Linked DNA regions of Sus scrofa: region 1 is linked to region 2. The links are chromatin contacts, called in public Hi-C maps. All regions are on one chromosome and are shown on one strand. Each heading gives the region's core, a stretch centred on a gene start, on an enhancer-like site or on the middle of the called end of the contact. The rest is flanking DNA. Distances are from core to core; before and after follow the strand shown.

Evidence for each region. A called contact is a pair of places that touch in the nucleus more often than the background predicts.
Region 1: a contact with region 2 is called in a Hi-C map of omental adipose tissue, with 4 times the contacts expected there. The contact joins two enhancer-like sites. A contact is called at or near these places in 1 of 5 promoter capture datasets (liver) and 22 of 47 Hi-C or Micro-C datasets (alveolar macrophages, blood, brain and 13 more).

Annotation. Positions count from the first base shown.
Region 1 is chr2:67,096,732-67,100,261 of Sscrofa11.1, reverse strand. No RefSeq gene overlaps it. Among named protein-coding and RNA genes, the nearest start is that of R1C1, 7.4 kb to the left of the region's middle. Within about 2 kb of position 2,066, at least 1 of the 83 cell types and tissues checked has an H3K27ac peak or open chromatin away from gene starts, as enhancers often do. A contact at or near this core is called in omental adipose tissue, where this site is marked.
Region 2 is chr2:66,582,831-66,586,343 of Sscrofa11.1, reverse strand. No RefSeq gene overlaps it. Among named protein-coding and RNA genes, the nearest start is that of MAN2B1, 260 kb to the right of the region's middle. Within about 2 kb of position 1,348, at least 54 of the 83 cell types and tissues checked have an H3K27ac peak or open chromatin away from gene starts, as enhancers often do. A contact at or near this core is called in omental adipose tissue, where this site is marked.

The sequences.
Region 1 (3,530 bases), core at 817-3,316, 510 kb before region 2:
TTAGATTTGTTTTATTCTTAACCCTGGAACAAAATCCTGCAAGCATTATAAGCTCAAGATAGAACTTACCTTAAAACAACCAACAGTTAATATTTGTAGTTTCGTTGGGCCAGGAAATGGGGAGTAGTTTGGCTGGGTGACTGGCTCAGGTCTCTCATAAGGCTTCAATAAAGATGTTAGCAGGGGAGTTCTCTTGTGGTGCACCAGGTTAAGGGTCCGATGTTGTCACTGCAGCGGCTCAGGTCCGTACTGGCCTAGGAACTTCCACATGCTGCGAGCACAGCCAAAAAAAAAGTCATTAGCAGGAACTGTGGTAATCTCATAATCTCATATCTTTTTTTTTTTTTTTTTTGTCTTTTGTCTTCTGTCTTTTTGTTGTTGTTGTTGTTGCTATTTCTTGGGCCGTTCCCGCGGCATATGGAGGTTCCCGGGCTAGGGGTTGAATCGGAGCTGTAGCCACCAGCCTACGCCAGAGCCACAGCAACTCGGGATCCGAGCCGCGTCTGCAACCTACACCACAGCTCACGGCAACGCCGGATCGTTTACCCACTGAGCAAGGGCAGGCACCGAACCCGCAACCTCATGGTTCCTAGTTGGATTCGTTAACCACTGCGCCACGACGGGAACTCCATAATCTCATATCTTGACAAAAGACGGGGATCTGTTTCCAGCCTTACACTGAGCAGATCTCAGTTGTCCACTGATTGATGGCAGCTCCTGGACATACGGACCTTTTTTAAATTTATTTTTATTTTTTTGTCTTTTTAGGGCCACATCCGGGGCACATGGAAGTTCCCAGGCGGGGGTCGAATTGGAGCCACAGCCGCTGGCCTACACCACAGCCACAGCAATGCAGGATCCGAGCTGCTTCTGTGACCTACACCAGAGTTCACGGCAACACCAGATCCTTAACCCACTGAGCAAGGCCAGGGATCGAACCTGCAACTTCATGGTTCCTAGTTGGGTTCATTTCTACTGCGCCACAACAGGAACTCTGGGACCTCTTTTTTTTTTTTTTTTTTTTTAAGAAGTGTAGTTGATTTACAGTGTTGTGCCAATTTCTGCCATATAGCAAAGTGACCCAGTCATACATACATACATATTCTTTTTCTCATATTATCCTCCATCATAGCCCATCCCAAGAAACTTGATATATGGAGCTTTACACAGGGCAGAGAAAGAAAGAGAGACAAAGAAAGGGAGAGAGGGCAGGTAGGGAGGAGGGGGAGGGAGGAAGGGACAAGTGAAGATCAGAAGGACACAGGCACAGCAATGCAGGATCTGAGCCACATCTTCGACCTCTACCACAGCTCACAGCAAAACCAGATCCTTAACCCACTGAGTGAGACCAGGGATCGAACACGAGTCCTCATGGATACTAGTCAGGTTCATTACCACTGAGCCACAATGGGAACTCCAACAAACTTTATAATCTTATATCAGAATGGGTTTTTATCATTTTTGCTATACTCCACTTGTTGGAGGCAAGTCACATGTCTAGCCCACATTCAAGGAGAGGGCATTACACACGGAGTAAATACGAGGGCCCTTTGGGATCTTAGCTACCTTAGAGGCTGCCTGATGTACCCACATCCTCCTAGAGGCATTTTTTCCAGGGGGATGGACCCTTGGTATCTTGAGCTTCCTTCTCAAAGCAGGACATTGGTGCCAGTCTGGACAATTCGTGCAATTCCAAATTAAGACACACGGGGGCAGCAGAAACACACAGCTAGGACGTCTCACGGTCCTCAAGTCCCGGCAACAGCAGTTTCCAGGGAGCCTCCTGGTACCAGGCGCATACTTGCTACTCCTGGTTCCTTCACCACAGGGAAGCTGCAAACTCAGCTTCCCCCAAGGCTTCCCAAATTGTGGCACATTAGGAAAGTGGCGTTAAGTGTTTCAGTTTTTCCATCCATCCAACCGGCAGGACATATGAATCTCTGCTTCCTCTTCCCTCTGCACCCAGGAGCAGCACTGTCTGGGGTCCAAAAGGGGAGGGGCCACCAGACCCTAATCTGAGGCAGTGCAAGAAGAGGCTGTGAGAGAGAAGAGAGAGATACTGTGACTGTGATTAAAAATAAAACAATTGTGCGGAGTTCCCATCGTGGGGCAGTGGTTAACGAATCAGACTAGGAACCATGAGGTTGCAGGTTCGATCCCTGGCCTTGCCCAGTGGGTTAAGGATCCAGCGTTGCCATGACCTGTGGTGTAGATCGCAGATGCGGCTCGGATCCCACGTTGCTGTGGCTCTGGCATAGGCCGGTGGCTACAGCTCTGATTAGACCCCTAGCCTGGGAATCTCCATATTCCGCAGGAGTGGCCCAAGAAATGGCAAAAAGACAAAATAAATAAATAAACAAATAAGTAAATAAAAATAAAACAATTGTGGGAATTCCAGTCGTGGCTCAATGGAAACGATCTGACCAGTATCCATGAGGACACAGGTTTGATCCCTGGCCTCACTCAGGGGGTTAAGGATCTTGCAAGTTGGGTCGTTTTGGGTTTTTTGTTTGTTTGTTTGTTTTTTACCACCCCTCAGCATATGGAGTTCCCAGGCCAGGGATCAAACACAAACCAGAGCAGTGACAATGCTGGATCCTTAACTACTAGGCCACCAGGGAACTCCAGAATTGCAGGGTTTGGGGTTTTGTTTTGTTTTTAATGTTATGGCCACACCTATGGCATATGGAAGTCCCCCGGCCAGAAATTGAATCCAAGCCACAGTTGTGACCCACGCCACAGCTGTGGCAACACCAGATCCTTTATCCCACTGTTCAGGGCCAGGATTCGAGCCTGTGTCCTGGCAGTGCAGAGATGCTGCCAATCCCGTTGCAGCATAGCAGGACTCGAAGAAAGAGAAAGAGGCAGTCTTTTCCCCCTCCCCACTTTCCTTGGATTATAGAAAATATAGCCCACCTGATCCTTGGGGTAGAGCCTCCTTGCCTGTCCACTAGTATCCCCTCACAAGGCTCTTACCTTAATAAATCTATTTCTTGCCTATCACTTTGCCTCTTGATGAATTCCTTCTGCAATGAAATGCAAAGAACCTGAGCCTCAGTAAGTCCAGATACCAGGTGAGTGATTCTAATATAAAAAAAGACGTGGAGATGGGGAAAGCTGAGGTTTGGGATGGAAATGCTATATCAGTGGACAACTATAAATGTAATAAATTCATTGAGTAATATGAAAATTAAATTAAATTAAATTTTAGAAGAAAAAAAACATGGAGAGTTCCCATTGTGGCTCAATGGGTTAAAAACCTGACTAGTATCTGCGAATGCAGGTTCGATCCCTGGTCTTGCTCAGTGGGTTAAGGATCTGGTATTGCCATAGATCACAGACGCAGCTTGGATCTGGCATTGCTGTGACTGTGGTGTAGGCCATCAGCTGCAGCTCCGATTCAGCACCTAGCCTGGGAACTTCTACAGGCCACACATGTGGCCCTTTAAAAAAAAAAAAAAGTAGGCCCAAGTTTAGGCTGGTTTTGAATCGGAAGTGTTTCAGCTTCACTGTCTGTAAACAAAATATGT
Region 2 (3,513 bases), core at 99-2,598:
TTCCAACAATTCGTAAGACAACATGATATTCCACACATGACACTGTGAAATGGGCAAAATTATAAGAACTAAAAACAGATCAGTGGTTAAGGGTAGGGAGGGTTCTCTACAACCAGGCACCACCAGAGTGTTCCTTTGGGGTGATGAAGTATCTTCTAACTTGGTAGTAGTATAACTATACATCTGTAAAACTCACAGCTACACTCAAAATCGTATGTGCACATTCTAAAAACTAATAGAAAACAACGTAAATGCTTTCACATGCTAGGAGAGTGTTAAACACTCCTGAAACTTGAATTTTACATGTGTAACACTTCTTTCTACCTCCTGGAGTCCTTCATAGGAAGAAAAGGGAAGGAGTAGAAAGAAAGAAGGTCATGGATCACAACAGGACTTTTCTTGGTACCAAGTCTGACTTAGGACACACCCTCCAAAGTTACACCCCCTCTCGCTGTCATTCACATAACTGGTAAGAAAGTGATAGAGTTCTCCGGGTCTATCTTTGAGTGGACTCCAGGTTTCTTGGGTCAGATGTGGCAATGCTGTGCCCTGACACAAAGGTGCGTGTTCAGATCTCCCCAAGTAGGATATGACTTGAGTGCGTCCTAATCTAATCCTTGAGCATCAATGTTACGAATTCCCAGAGCAGGTCTTGAGACCATTTCTAGCTTCTACATTTCCCATCTCTAGCATACTCTGTACCTGCTTACTGGGAAATATTTGTGCAACACTATCCCACTCTAGACATTTTCTGTTGGAATCCCAAGTGACTGTGAGATGAAGCAGTGGCGGAACACAGAAACGCTGTGAGGCTCAGGTCCCTCGGACACACAATTCCTCGCTGTCAGACAAACATCACCTCTACCAACAAGTACAGTTTTACAATAGCTTCAAAACTACCAATAATGTTGAAAAGAGATGCCCTGCCTTGTCCTAGCTCCAGTAACTGTCACTCAAACAGACACCACTATCACCACATCACCCTCCCTTAGTTTCCTGGCGCAGTCCAGAGTTTTTGGCAGCGCATGCGCTGAACACGTCCTGCTCCCTCCCCCCCAGGATCGGCCTCCACAAAGCTGTTGCACTGAGCCCGGTGACTGCTCTTTTTCTGGTACAGGAAAATCTCTGCGGATCTCCAGCACCGTTGTCTGTGGGAAATGGCGAACTCAGCCAGACCCTCTTCAGGCTGGCGCCCCCTTTGCTTCACAAAACTCTAGTATTCAACGTGGTACGGTCTCCAGATGAAAGGCGCCTAACGGGATTTTCGCCTTCCCTGAAGTGCGCAGGCGCAGGAGGGGGCGGGGGCTCAGTTGGAGGACCAGCTCCCAGTTTCGCAGGGGAAGAGGCGGAAAGGGGCAGAGCCACGTACCCACCTGTTCCTGCCACAGCTTTCAGTGCTTTCCAGAGCCCCTAAAGTGATCTCTTTGTGTCTAGGAGACCAGGGATCTGAGGTGTCGAGGCCGCTGCTCCCCGATCAAGTAGGGACAGCGATCCAGGCCCGGGAGAGGCGGGGGGGGAGGGGGCGGACCTCTGTGTGCCGGTGAGACCTGGGGGGTGATGGATACTGTCCGGAGGAGACAGCCCAGAGGGTATGGAGGCCAAGGGAGAATGCAGAAACCTTTGTTGCCCTCACTGAACCTCCAGTAGGAAAGCAAAGTGAGGAAGGGGTCATATCGTGAGGGGTGAGTTTCTGGAAGCAATTGGAACAACGTGAGTGGCTGGAACGCAACTCCAGTCATTGCGGACCCCGAGACACCTCTTCAGGCTCCTGGGAAGTTTTTTCTTTTCTTTTCTTTTCTTTTCTTTCCTTCCTTCCTTCCTTCCTTCCTTCCTTCTTCTTCCTTTCTTTCTTTCTTTCCTTCCTTCTTTCTTTCCTTCTTTCTTTCTTTCTGTCTGTCTGTCTGTCTGTCTTTTCAGGGCTTCACCTGTAGCGTGTGGAAGTTCCCAGGCTAGGAGTCGAATAGGAGCTGCAGCTACCAGCCTATGCCACAGCAACAGCGCGATCCTAGCCGCGTCTGCAACCTACAGTGCAGCTCTCTGGCAACGCCACATCCTTAACCCGCTGAGCGAGGCCAGGGATTGGATGGATACTCATGGATACTAGTCACGTTGGTTAATCACTGAGCCACGAAGGGAACTCCCTGAGAAGTTTTTCTTAAGAGAAGATCCTAGTGTACTCTGTCAGCCCAGAAAGTCTGAAGTCCTTTTGCCATTAGGAGAGTCGGTTTGGGGGCCTCCGTGACTCCCATGTGTCACAGGGGATGGAGCTGAAAACAGTTCACTCTGTTAAGATCAGGTGGAGTGGGCCTGTGATGAAGTTTGTGTAAAACCAGGGTGTGTGTGTGCCTTTTCCAGCAATGACACTGCCATCCATAGTCTCCCATTTTATGTAATTATTGTAGAGATGTGCTTTTTATACTGTAGGGTGTCAGGAAGTGTGAAGCCTCTTCCCCATTAGGAGGAGCCCAAACACCCTTTTTGGGGAATAGATGGGGAACCAGAAGACACCCCTCTACCATAGGGGATGGGAGTAAGAACCATTCACTGTGTGAAGCTCTGGGCCTATGATGAAGTTTCTGTAAAACCTCCATGTGAGTGTGTATGTCTGTTTGACTCCTTGTGAGCCCTGCCATTCAATTAGTATCTATCTCCTTTGGTGACAGGCCTTCTGGTAGGTGTTGTGGTGAACAAAGCCAAGGAAATATCCCTGCGTGCTTAAAAGCTGACATTCTAGGAGAGAAGAAAGGAGAAATCTAAGTAAAATTATACCACATGTCTGATGGTGATTAGTCCTAAACTGAGGGGAGTACAGAAGCCTTGGGATCTTTGGGAATATCCTTGTGTTTGAGCCATTAATTCTCAGAGTTTTGTGTCTGTGTCTGCATGTGTCGTATATGTGCTGTGAAAACATCTGTGTGCTTTTGTGTCTGCCTGAGGAGTTAAATGTATATACCCTTGAAATGTTCTTACCCAGTTTTCCTGGTAGCACCTTCTTTACAGTGATAAATAGAACTGATTAGAGCAGACATCTGTGTCTTGTTTCTGATCTTAGAGAGAAAGCCTTCAGACTCACCATCAAGCATATTGTTAGCTCTGGGTTTTTATTGATGCATTATTTCAAGTTGAGTAACTTCCCTTCTTGTCACAGTTTATTGAGAGTTTTCCTTGTCAAGTGGTGTTGAAATTTGTTGATAGCTTTTTTTTTCTTCTCTTTTTGGGCTGCACCCATGGCATATGGAAGTTCTCAGGCTAGGGGTTGAATTGGAGCTGTGGCCGCTGGCCTATGCCTCAGCCACAGCAATGTCAGATCTGAGCCGCCTCTGCAACCTATGCTACTGCCCTCGGCAATGCAGGATCTTTAACCCTCTGAGCAAGGGCAGGGATTGAATCTGCATCCTCATGGATGCTAGTCAGATTTGTTTCCACTGAGCCATGATGGGAACTCCTTGTCAATAGCTTTTTTTTATGTATACTGAGATGATCCTTTAGATTTTGATGTTCATTATGTTGAAT